Linked DNA regions of Danio rerio: region 2 is linked to region 1. A link is a contact called in public HiCAR-type data. All regions are on one chromosome and are shown on one strand. The core of a region is the stretch at or near the end of the contact, and the rest is flanking DNA. Distances in the headings are between cores, read along the strand shown.

Evidence for each region. HiCAR-type assays count read pairs that join an accessible place to other places.
Region 2: a contact with region 1 is called in a HiCAR-type map of caudal fin, with 5 times the contacts expected there. The contact joins the promoter of ifi44f1 here to the promoter of rabgap1l in region 1. A contact is called at or near these places in 2 of 18 Hi-C or Micro-C datasets (embryo and an unstated tissue) and 1 of 4 datasets of contacts at active chromatin or transcription factors (caudal fin).

What each region holds. Positions count from the first base shown.
Region 1 is chr22:16,995,178-16,999,959 of GRCz12tu, forward strand. It overlaps rabgap1l (RAB GTPase activating protein 1-like), which reads left to right and starts at 1,626. Exons shown (of 26, transcript XM_073936803.1): 1 at 1,626-1,663.
Region 2 is chr22:17,149,604-17,155,393 of GRCz12tu, forward strand. It overlaps ifi44f1 (interferon induced protein 44f1), which reads right to left and starts at 3,492. Exons shown (of 8, transcript NM_001128684.1): 1 at 3,420-3,492; 2 at 1,393-1,960; 3 at 1,230-1,287; 4 at 951-1,146; 5 at 728-880; 6 at 479-650; 7 at 287-387; 8 at 1-59. The coding sequence starts at 1,960. It overlaps si:ch211-197g15.9, which reads right to left. Exons shown (of 9, transcript XM_073936806.1): 6 at 5,613-5,765; 7 at 5,364-5,535; 8 at 5,172-5,272; 9 at 4,431-4,934. The coding sequence ends at 4,764.

The DNA of each region.
Region 1 (4,782 bases), core at 376-2,875:
AGTATGTTTCGATTAATCCCCAGGTCTGTTGGGAAAATATCTGGGAAAATATCTCTGTTTCAGCCGCTGTGTCCACTCTGCAAGGTCGGCAGGTCTTCATCCAGTTCACTGTAATATTCTTCCGAACTGTATTAACATTTTGTGGTGCAAATAGACTTACTGAACCTATCAGGGGGAAAGCTATCAAGCAAAAAAATAAAAAAATAAAATAAAATATATATATATATATATATATATATATATATATATATATATATATATATATATATATATATATATATATATATATATATATATATTTATACTGGTGCATTGGTATCCTAGTACTTAACTAATCTCCCTTTAACCTCCTGTCAATACAATTGTATTTTGGGACATTTCCAAAATATGTGAACATAGCCCCCCACTTCTCCACAATCTCTCTTAATTGTGATAATTATATAGAACGATCAAATTTGAGGGCCATTAATGGAACTCTGAAGAACCTCGTCTTCATCTTCAAGTCGAACTCCTTCCATATTTGACTGCTTACAATTTGGGCATATTTGTTTCCACATTTCATCCTCTATTATAGTGTTTAAGTTTAATTCCCAATTTATTTTAATATAATAAGAGTTGTCAGATTTATCCTGCATTTTTTTTCTATATAAATAGGCCACATGCAGCAATGGATTTTAATCATTTGACTAATATATAGGTAAACATACAGGTAAACATATATGCACAGCACACACACACAAACACATAGACATATAGGTACATATATAGATACATGTATGCATGTACACATATGTACATATATAGGAAAATGGTCAATGCTATGTCAAGTATATTAAAAACCTTAATCAAAACCTTAAAACATATTTGTCTATAGGTTCTTTCCGTGTGGGTTATATTTCATTGTTTTATGTTTTGAAAGACGTTTTTATTTTTTTTATTTGATAAATTTTATACGTGAATTACAATTTGGTACTTCGATCAGAACATTTTATATATAAACAAAATTATTATATTGTATAAAAATAAATATATTATTAATGAATTAATTCATTATATATATATATATATATATATATATATATATATATATATATATATATATATATATATATATATATATAGTAAATTTGACATTTTAATATTAATACTATTTTGATATTTTGACATTTATTATCTGAACCACATTTGATATATTATAGATATAGACTAGTATTACTGTCTTTTTTTTTACCCTATAGACTCATGGCTCATGAACATGTCCTGCTTGTTATCAAACTATTTAATAAGTAACAAGAGGCAATTTAATCCTAACTTATTTATCTAATTTAAATTACCTGTCATAACTTTATTTATTAATATGTGGCTCTTTTTGGATTCTCAGAAGCTTTATAAATTAAAACAAGATATACGTAGGGACCACTGTGTTTGTTTACATCCCTCAAAATGGTCTCATCTGACTATTTTAAAAAAAATAATCTACATGAAATGCGGCGCTGCTGACTCATCATTGGTTGCTTTGAGCAGGTGGGCGTGTCTCTGTGCCCAGCGGCGCTGTGACGTCTCTGCGCCATGTGAACGCGGCGGCGCGAGCGCTGATGAGGTTTGCGGATGTTTGTGCGTGTACTGTGCACGCGCGGCGCGCCGCTCAGCTGACAGACAGCAAGTAAGTTGATTTTTCCCTCTCAGGAAACTCATAACACACACTGAAATGAAAGAAAGCGTCCTCGTTCACCACACACACGCGTTGGGGTTTGTTTAATGTGCCGCGTAGGTGTGTTTCATGGCTTTTTCGAGGGTCACGAACGCTTGTTTTAAAGTTAAACTGGCTGAAAATGAGCTAATTGTTGATTAGCAGTGGCTAGCTGGCTAACAGACTAGATTCAGTTTAAGTTTGGCTTCTTCTTACTGACAGCAGTCCCTGTGTTGAAGATTTGAAGCAGTTGTTTTGATGTGTGATTGAGGACGAGTTAAGAAAACCCTAATTAAACGGAGTTTGGTGAGGTTTGTGTTATGGCTGAAGGCGTTTCCTGTCTGTTTCTGCCAATCTCTCACTGGTCTGTTTGCTAATATTGTGCAGCTTTCAGCTCCTTTAGGATTTTTGAATATTTGACCTGTCTGTAAATTGCTGGACATGGCAGGCTAGGTAAACAGAATTCGTTTTGTAATACTGTATGTATATTGTACAGGACACACATGACATTTCAGAGGTTAGAAAGGTGTTTAAAGATCTATTTCTGTATCTGTAATTTCTTACGTTTTATATATATATATATATATATATATATATATATATATATATATATATATATATATATATAACTTAAGAAATATAATCTACATGAAATATATATATTAAAATAAAAAACAGAAGAAAATACTGATATAAATATATGTCTAAACATCTTTATATATACTTGGGTAACGTTGGTTTTATATTTGCACATTCGTTCAGTGACATGCTTCCTATATTGTTTACCATGGTACTTTAAATATTCAGTCTGAAATCACATGTAAATATGACTTAAAATAACATTTAGCACTATTTTATTGACTAAACAGTGTTGCACTCTGATTGTCATTGGCAGGTAAAATAATTTGACTATTTAGAAATTGCAAAAGAATAATTTTCTAAAATTATACTGTTAAGGTGAATGTACAAATATGTGAATATAAAACCAACTTTACCTAAATGTGTATGTATGTATATATATATATATATATATATATATATGTATGTATGTATGTATGTATATATATATATATATATATGTATGTATGTATGTATGTATGTATGTATGTATGTATGTATGTATGTATGTATGTATGTGTGTGTGTGTGTGTGTGTGTGTGTGTGTGTGTGTGTGTATTATACATATAATACATATACATACAGTATTAGCCCCCCTATTTATCCAGATTCATAGCCCCCTGAATTATTAGCCCCCTTATTTATTTTTTTCCTAATTTCTGTTTGACGGAGAGATTTTTTTAAACACATTTCTAAACATGATAATTTTAATAACTCGTTTCTACTAACTGATTTATTTTATCTTTGGCATGATGACAGTAAATAATATTTGTTTAGATATTTTTATAGACACTTCTGTAAAGCTTAAAGTGACATTTAAAGGCTTTGCTAGGTTAATTAGGTTAACAAGGCAGGTTAGGGTAATTGGGTAAGTTATTGTATTATGATGGTTTGTTCTGTAGATTTTTAAAAAATATATATAGTTTAAAGGGGCTAATGGTTTTGACCTTAAAATGTTTTTTAAAAAAATTAAAAACTGCTTTTATTCTAGCTGAAATAAAACAAATAAGACTTTCTCCAAAAGAAAAAATATTATTAGACATACTGTGAACATTTCCTTGCTCTGTTAAACATTATTTCGGAAATATTTAAAAAAGAAAAAAAAAATGTAAAAGGGGGGCTAATAATTCTGACTTCAACTGTATACTTTTTATATAAGCTATTAATGCTTAAAAGAGTAAAAGAATATCCCGACAATGACTAAGCCACAAATTAGAGGGTGCATTAAATAACAACCTATTTTTGGCGGCCTAAAATTTGGTACATCTCTAATATTGTCACACTTCTAGATTTCCATTGTTGCACATTTCTGCTGGCTCTGAGATCAATATAGAGTAAAAAAGACCAGATATCATTGTAATCGTAAGAAATTATCACAATAATAGTTTATCGACCCAGCTCTCTCTCTCTCTCTCTCTCTCTCTCTCTCTCTCTCTCTCTCTCTCTCTCTCTCTCTCTCTCTCTCTCTCTCTCTCTCTCTATATATATATATATATATATATACACACACACACTATTTTTGTTAAAAACTAAAATAATTTTAATACTTTATAAAATAGAAAAATAATATCATATAACAGTAAATAATCACATTTCAGATGATGATGATTGTTGTTGTTTTCTTTTTCTCAGTTTATTCTTTTTTATAGGAACTAGAAATGTAATATGCACTATAATAAATATTTGTATGAAAATCACAGAGGTAAATTACGCATAATATATGTTATAATTATTGAGGTAAAGTTGGTTTTATGTTGCCATATTCGTTCATTTACGGTCCCAGTATTTTTTACCAGGGTAATTTGAATATTGGGTCTGAAATCGCATGCAAGTATGACTTCAAAGCAACATTAGCACAATTTAATTGACTGTTAATTATGTTGTACTGTGTTGGTCACTGGCTGATAATATGAGTTCCCTATATAGAATTTGCAAATAATGCGTTTCTGAAATGATATTATTAAGGAGAATGCCAGAATGTGTGAATATAAAACCAAATTGACCTCCATGTTTTGATTATATATTAAAAGGATTATGAAATATTATTATAATATCATAATTCTCATTTAGAATTGCCAAGCTCCATTTAAATAAAAAAAAATGAAGTTTCAGTTTTCTGTTGTTACATTTTATTTTAAAATTTTGCACTTTCGACTTTCCTTTCTGTTGTGTCCTGTTTACTCAGCTTGTTAATATTTACCAGTTTTCTGCCTTTTTTAAAATTTGAAATCTGCTTAAATGAAAAAGTCATCTGATATACTGCTGTTGTATATTATTATTAAGATTCTAAAATCAGTTTTTATGAATAGGTTGTGCAGCTCAAACCATGTTTAACAAAACGTGCAGAAGTTATTGTAAAATTTTGTGATTTACATAATACAAATGAGCTGTTTCGTGTGCTAGTTTGTATAGCTAATGTTTGAAAGGCTCAGGTTGGTTAAGCAAATATGATGGTTTGTTTAACAACGGTGTGG
Region 2 (5,790 bases), core at 2,242-4,741, 160 kb after region 1:
TTCTTCGCCGGTAAAACACAAGACACCGGCACACCCAACCGAGAGCTCACCTCCTGCACCTGCACACACACAACACCAGCTCACAGGCTTCAGGCTTTAGCAGGAGCATCAGTGACTACAAAGATAGATTTGGAAACGAACTAGCTGATGCTTTGGTTTATGAATATTTGGTTTTTAAGGCTCGCAGAATTCTGATAGTGATCAGTTTTGTTCACCAGAGAGGGTGAAGGTTCTGGAAAGTGCTTGTACAGAAATAAGAACAGTTCATGTGATCATGATGTCTCACCTTCGTCTTGATGTAGGAACTGAGATAAAGGTTTTGAAGGTCTTCCTGCACTAGTGGACAAGCTTCATCTACTTTTGTCATCAAGACAATCTGAGCAATGCCTGAAATAGTTTGAGGTATGTTGACTTATGTATATTAATTACTTCAATTTACCTTTGATTGGTCACAAGATATGCATAAATGTTCACTAACCCAGTGAGTTGACTTTTCTGCGTATGGCAGACAGTTTTTCCTCTAGTTTCTCAGACATGAGGGAGATTTTGGTGGCGTCGATCACGTACACCACACAGTGGATCTTCTCCTGTAGAGACGCAGATCTGGAGGACTTTTGCTCATCAGGTTGAAATGGTGTGACTGGATTGAACTGAATCAGCAGGATTTATATTTTAGCATTCACACTTCAGTCTTCATTCATTTTGGAGATTCAGTAAGTGCTCTTACTTTATAGCGGTCTGGTATTTGTCCTTGAAGAATGCTGCTGATGTCCTCAATGTCCAGTCCTGCTCCTGATTGCTCCTCGAGGCCCATGGTGTCACACAACACAAACGGCAATGGCTTTCCTTCACGACCATCTTTAATTGGGTAAGTTCGAAACTGTCAACCAAGAAGAGAAACGTATCAGAGACTCAGGAGTCGTCTGTGGAAAACTCTGCTGAATCTGTACCTGTGTGGTCAGACTGGTGTCTGCAGATCCTGACATGGCTTTGCTGGTTATGCGACCCATAAAGATGGAGTTTATAGAGTTGAAGAAACTGGATTTTCCAGCACCAACAGGACCAATCATCAGGATTCGAATATGGCTGACAGAAGATGTCAGGGGTTTATAATTCCTGATCATTTCCATGAGCTCTGCTTTTTGTCTGTGACAGATCAAAACTTAATTTAATAACATTTTAACTAACTTATTACCAATGTTAATAAATATAGCAAGGGGAAAACTTACTCGGCTGTCCACAGAACATTCCTCCATGGCTTCAGATAGTCTGACAGAGGGCTTTCAGCTGAAGTAATGCCAACAATTAATTTATTGATACACTTGTAAATGTTTACTTATAGAAACTGGAGGTTATTTACTGTCTATGGCTATTTTCTGACGATTGACTTACTCTGCTTTACTTTGTACACCTCACATTCAGTCAGGGCACAGTCGTTTCCATATAGTGTTGAAGAATTAAAATTGAATGCATTCATTGCGCTAACATTTCCAAACAGTCCACCTTGGGATGCTCCTCGATTAGACACAACTGGTTGGTTGTTGTTGCAGAAGTACAACTTGTTGCCAAAGTTGGGTCCTTCATCGCCATCATATCGTGCATAACATCCGCTGTTAGCCTTGATGAAAAGGCTGGTATTGCCTTGAAAGCTAAACAGAAACGCTGCCTCATCCCTAATTTCCTGGCCACTTTGAGTATAATCTACACTAGTGTATCCACCGAAGATGTAGCCTGAACGATTGTAGGCTACTAGTAAAGTGGGACCCTGATTGTCACATTTCTGATGAAAGGCAGAAGCTTTATATCCATGAACTGAAGCTTTATAGAGAAGAGTCAGATCCACATCGCCAATTGATGCACAGAGCTGATCTTTCTGCTCATCTGATAAAGTGAGTGGAGCTTGACTGACTCTGACAGACCCACCGAAGGTAAATCCACCTATAGGTGTACTGCTGTACATCTAAGTAAGAAGAAGCATATATGAGTTGAGTTCTGTGTGATACTGTTAGAAAGTCATCTTCTATATCTGATAACGACATATATCATGATTTACCACTGTTTCTGTAAATGCAATCAATTATTAGTTTTTTTGTATACTCTCAGAAAAAAAGGTACACGGTGGTACAAATAATGTTCCTTAAGGGCCAGTTTTGTACCTTTGTAAAAGTTGTACCTTATATGGAACAGAAAAGACCTCTTATAATACTGTTCTGTACCTTTTATGGTACAATTCAAATAAAGGTACATAATTGTTCTCTTAAAAAGGTACACTCTCAGAAATAAAGGTACAGGAGCTGTCACTGGGGCGGTACCTTTTTTAAACGGTAAATATTTGTACCTGAAGGGTCCATAATGGTACTTCAGAGGTACTTTTTAGGTACATTTGGGTACTAATATGTATCTTTTGAAAAGGTACTGCCCCAGTGACAGCTCCTACCTTTATTTCTGAGAATGTACATAAGTGTTGGATAACTCCTTCTTTGTTACAATATCTATGAAAATAAATATTACTGGAAAGGCAAGATGATTTATGAATAATTTCCATATTAAAACATGAATTATCATTTAAAAGTGTGTTTAAAGAAACTCATAAACAATAATTATTAAGTTCTATAATGCAATAATACAAAACAACTGGTAAAACATTTGTATCTTTGATAAAGGTACATTTTAGTTTCCCATGGTATAAATCATGTTCTTAAAGGTACAAACTGCAATGGTACAAATTTGTTTCTTTGTCTTAAGGTCCAATTCTGTTCCATAAAAAGGTACTGCCCCAGTGTTAAGGGTTTGTACCTTTTTTGGTACAACATTGTACCATTTTTTCTGAGAGTGTACTGACCACATGTAAAGGACTTTATTTTTACATTTAAAGTATATGCTCAGAATTGTGCTCACTCATATCTGATTATATTTCTCATTTTATTTAGAGCATTAGGGCAAATGTTTGATTAGAAATATAAAAATAATACTAATCAAATATAATAGTTTGCAAAAACTAATGATTACAGGTGCAATATAAAATGAAAAATAAATATATTGTACTTTAAAGATTGCAACGTTTTCCCGATACTGTTATTCATGTTTGTCTTCATCCCAGTATATAATAATGAGCTCATATAAATTATGAAAAATTCTTACCACAAATATTGTATTTAGACACACTGCGAAATAAACAATAAAAGTATAATATGAAACCGTATACGTTTTTATTTTGTTTATACGATATACATTTTGTCTTCTTGCACAGCCCTACTCACAGACTTGAACAGTCACTCTGAAATTCTACCGATGCTGATTAGCCGGAATCGAAAGTGAAACTACACCAATATATTTATATATAATTTTTTACAGCGTATTTAAATGTTACATTTTCTCTGGACGATATTTCTTACTTTGATATAGAGCATAGGTCTTACCTTACGCTCCACGTTCTCTCCGAAATTAAACATTTCAAACTTGGTTTCATATCTTTCACACACAGCCGATCATCAAGTTTCGCTCTTCTAATCAAACCCCACCACCTTGTTATTTCAGTTTAATGTCACACTAATTTAACACTATTGGCATTCAGTTATATGAGAATAAAATGATAAAATAAGTGTGATATGTTTTTCTATGTTTTTTATTTCATTAAAAATACGTAACATTTTAACAGTAGAATTTAGTATTACATTTTAATGAAAATTAACATTTTGATGAAAATATTTCATTTTACATTTTAATCCAGTACGCATGCCTCAACTGAATGTTCCACAGACTATATATATATATATATATATATATATATATATATATATATATATATATATATATATATATATATATATATATATATATGTGTGTGTGTGTGTGTGTGTGTGTGTGTGTGTGTGAGTGTGTGGAGAGAATAATAATTAGGCAATTCATGATAACATATGAAAATTCTCCCGCCTTTTACTGGAAATGGTTAGCAACCTTCTGCTTCTGTTTTTAAGGTTTGTGGTTTAATTTTGGAGGAACATGTTTCAATGTAATAAAACAAAGAAATCATTTAATTTATAGTATAGACTCCATTTGTAAAATCAACTCTTTCTTTTACATTTTCCATAATGATTTATTCTATCTAAAACCTCTTTCTGATTGGATGGCCCAGTCTTGTTTTTCTCAGATGCAAGTTTTACTTTAATTTCCAGTTTATTATAAGATTTTATATGCAGCTTAATTCCTCTACATCATCATTAACAAATTTACTTTCATCATAACGAATTTGGCACTTGTGATACTGGACTATAAACATTCCACAGTGTGAATGTACACAGAGTTCTTAAATATTCTGATTCAGGTATTTATTAAAATATCAATATTCCGCTTTGAAGGAAGTCCAGCACACTTTCACACAAACAAAAACAACAACAAACAGAAGAAATAACACCCACAGTCAATAAGTACCTTACTCAGTTTATTTAATAGCTATAAGGCTCTATATGTAAAAGGTATGTGTTGAAAGTTTCAATATATTCTAAAGAAATTTGTTTTCTTGTTAACCGAGAAAATTTTATAAATCCTACTGTTTGTACCACAAACTCACCATTGGCCAATTTTAAAGTTGATAGGTGGTTTAACTAGTATAAATGCATACCAAGGAAAATAATATACTATAAACTGCATGAAAATTCACTACTGACAAGGTAGCACTATTCTGCATATTTTCATGACTTTTTTAGTCTCAAGATTAAATCATATATAGCACAAAGTATTGAGAAAATAAAAACAGCTTTTCTTTATTTAGGAGCAACATCATCCAGATAGTCTTCAGCGAAGTTGAGCATCTGCTGTAGAGCGGTGAGAAGCAGGACATCACAGTTCAGCTCCAGCTCCAGCTCCTGACTGTAGTTCTTCACCGGTAAAACACAAGACACCGGCACACCCAACCGAGAGCTCACCTCCTGCACCTGAACACACACACACAACACCAGCTCACATTCAGGCTTTAGCAGGAGCATCAGTGACTACAAAGATAGATTAGGAAACAAACTATCTGATGCTTTGGTTTATGATTATAGGGTTTTTAAGGCTTGAAGAATTCTGATTATGGTAAGTTTTTTCACCAGAGAGGAGCAGAGAGGGTGAAGGTTCTGGAAAGTGCTTGTACAGAAATAAGAACAGTTCATATGATCATGATGTCTCACCTTCGTCTTGATGTAGGAACTGAGGTAAAGGCTTTGTAGGTCTTCATCCACTAGTGGACAAGCTTCATCTACTTTTGTCATCAAGACAATCTGAGCAATGCCTGAAATAGTTTGAGGCATGATGACTTATGTATATCGTTTACTTCAATTTACCTTTGATTGGTCACAAGATATGCATAAATGTTCACTAACCCAGTGAGTTGACTTTTCTGCGTATGGCAGACAGTTTTTCCTCTAGTTTCTCAGACATGAGGGAGATTTTGGTGGCGTCGATCACGTACACCACACAGTGGATCTTCTCCTGTAGAGACGCAGGTCTGGAGGACTTTTGCTCATCAGGTTGAAACGATGTGACGGGATTGAACTGAATCAGCAGGATTTATATTTTAGCATTCACACTTCAGCCTTCATTCATTTTGGAGATTCAGTAAGTTCTCTTACTTTATAGCGGTCTGGTATTTGTCCTTGAAGAATGCTGCTGATGTCCTCAATGTCCAGTCCTGCTCCTGATTGCTCCTCGAGGCCCATGGTGTCACACAACACAAACGGCAATGGCTTTCCTTCACGACCGTCTTTTATTGGGTAAGTGCGAAACTGTCAACCAAGAAAGTAAGCATAT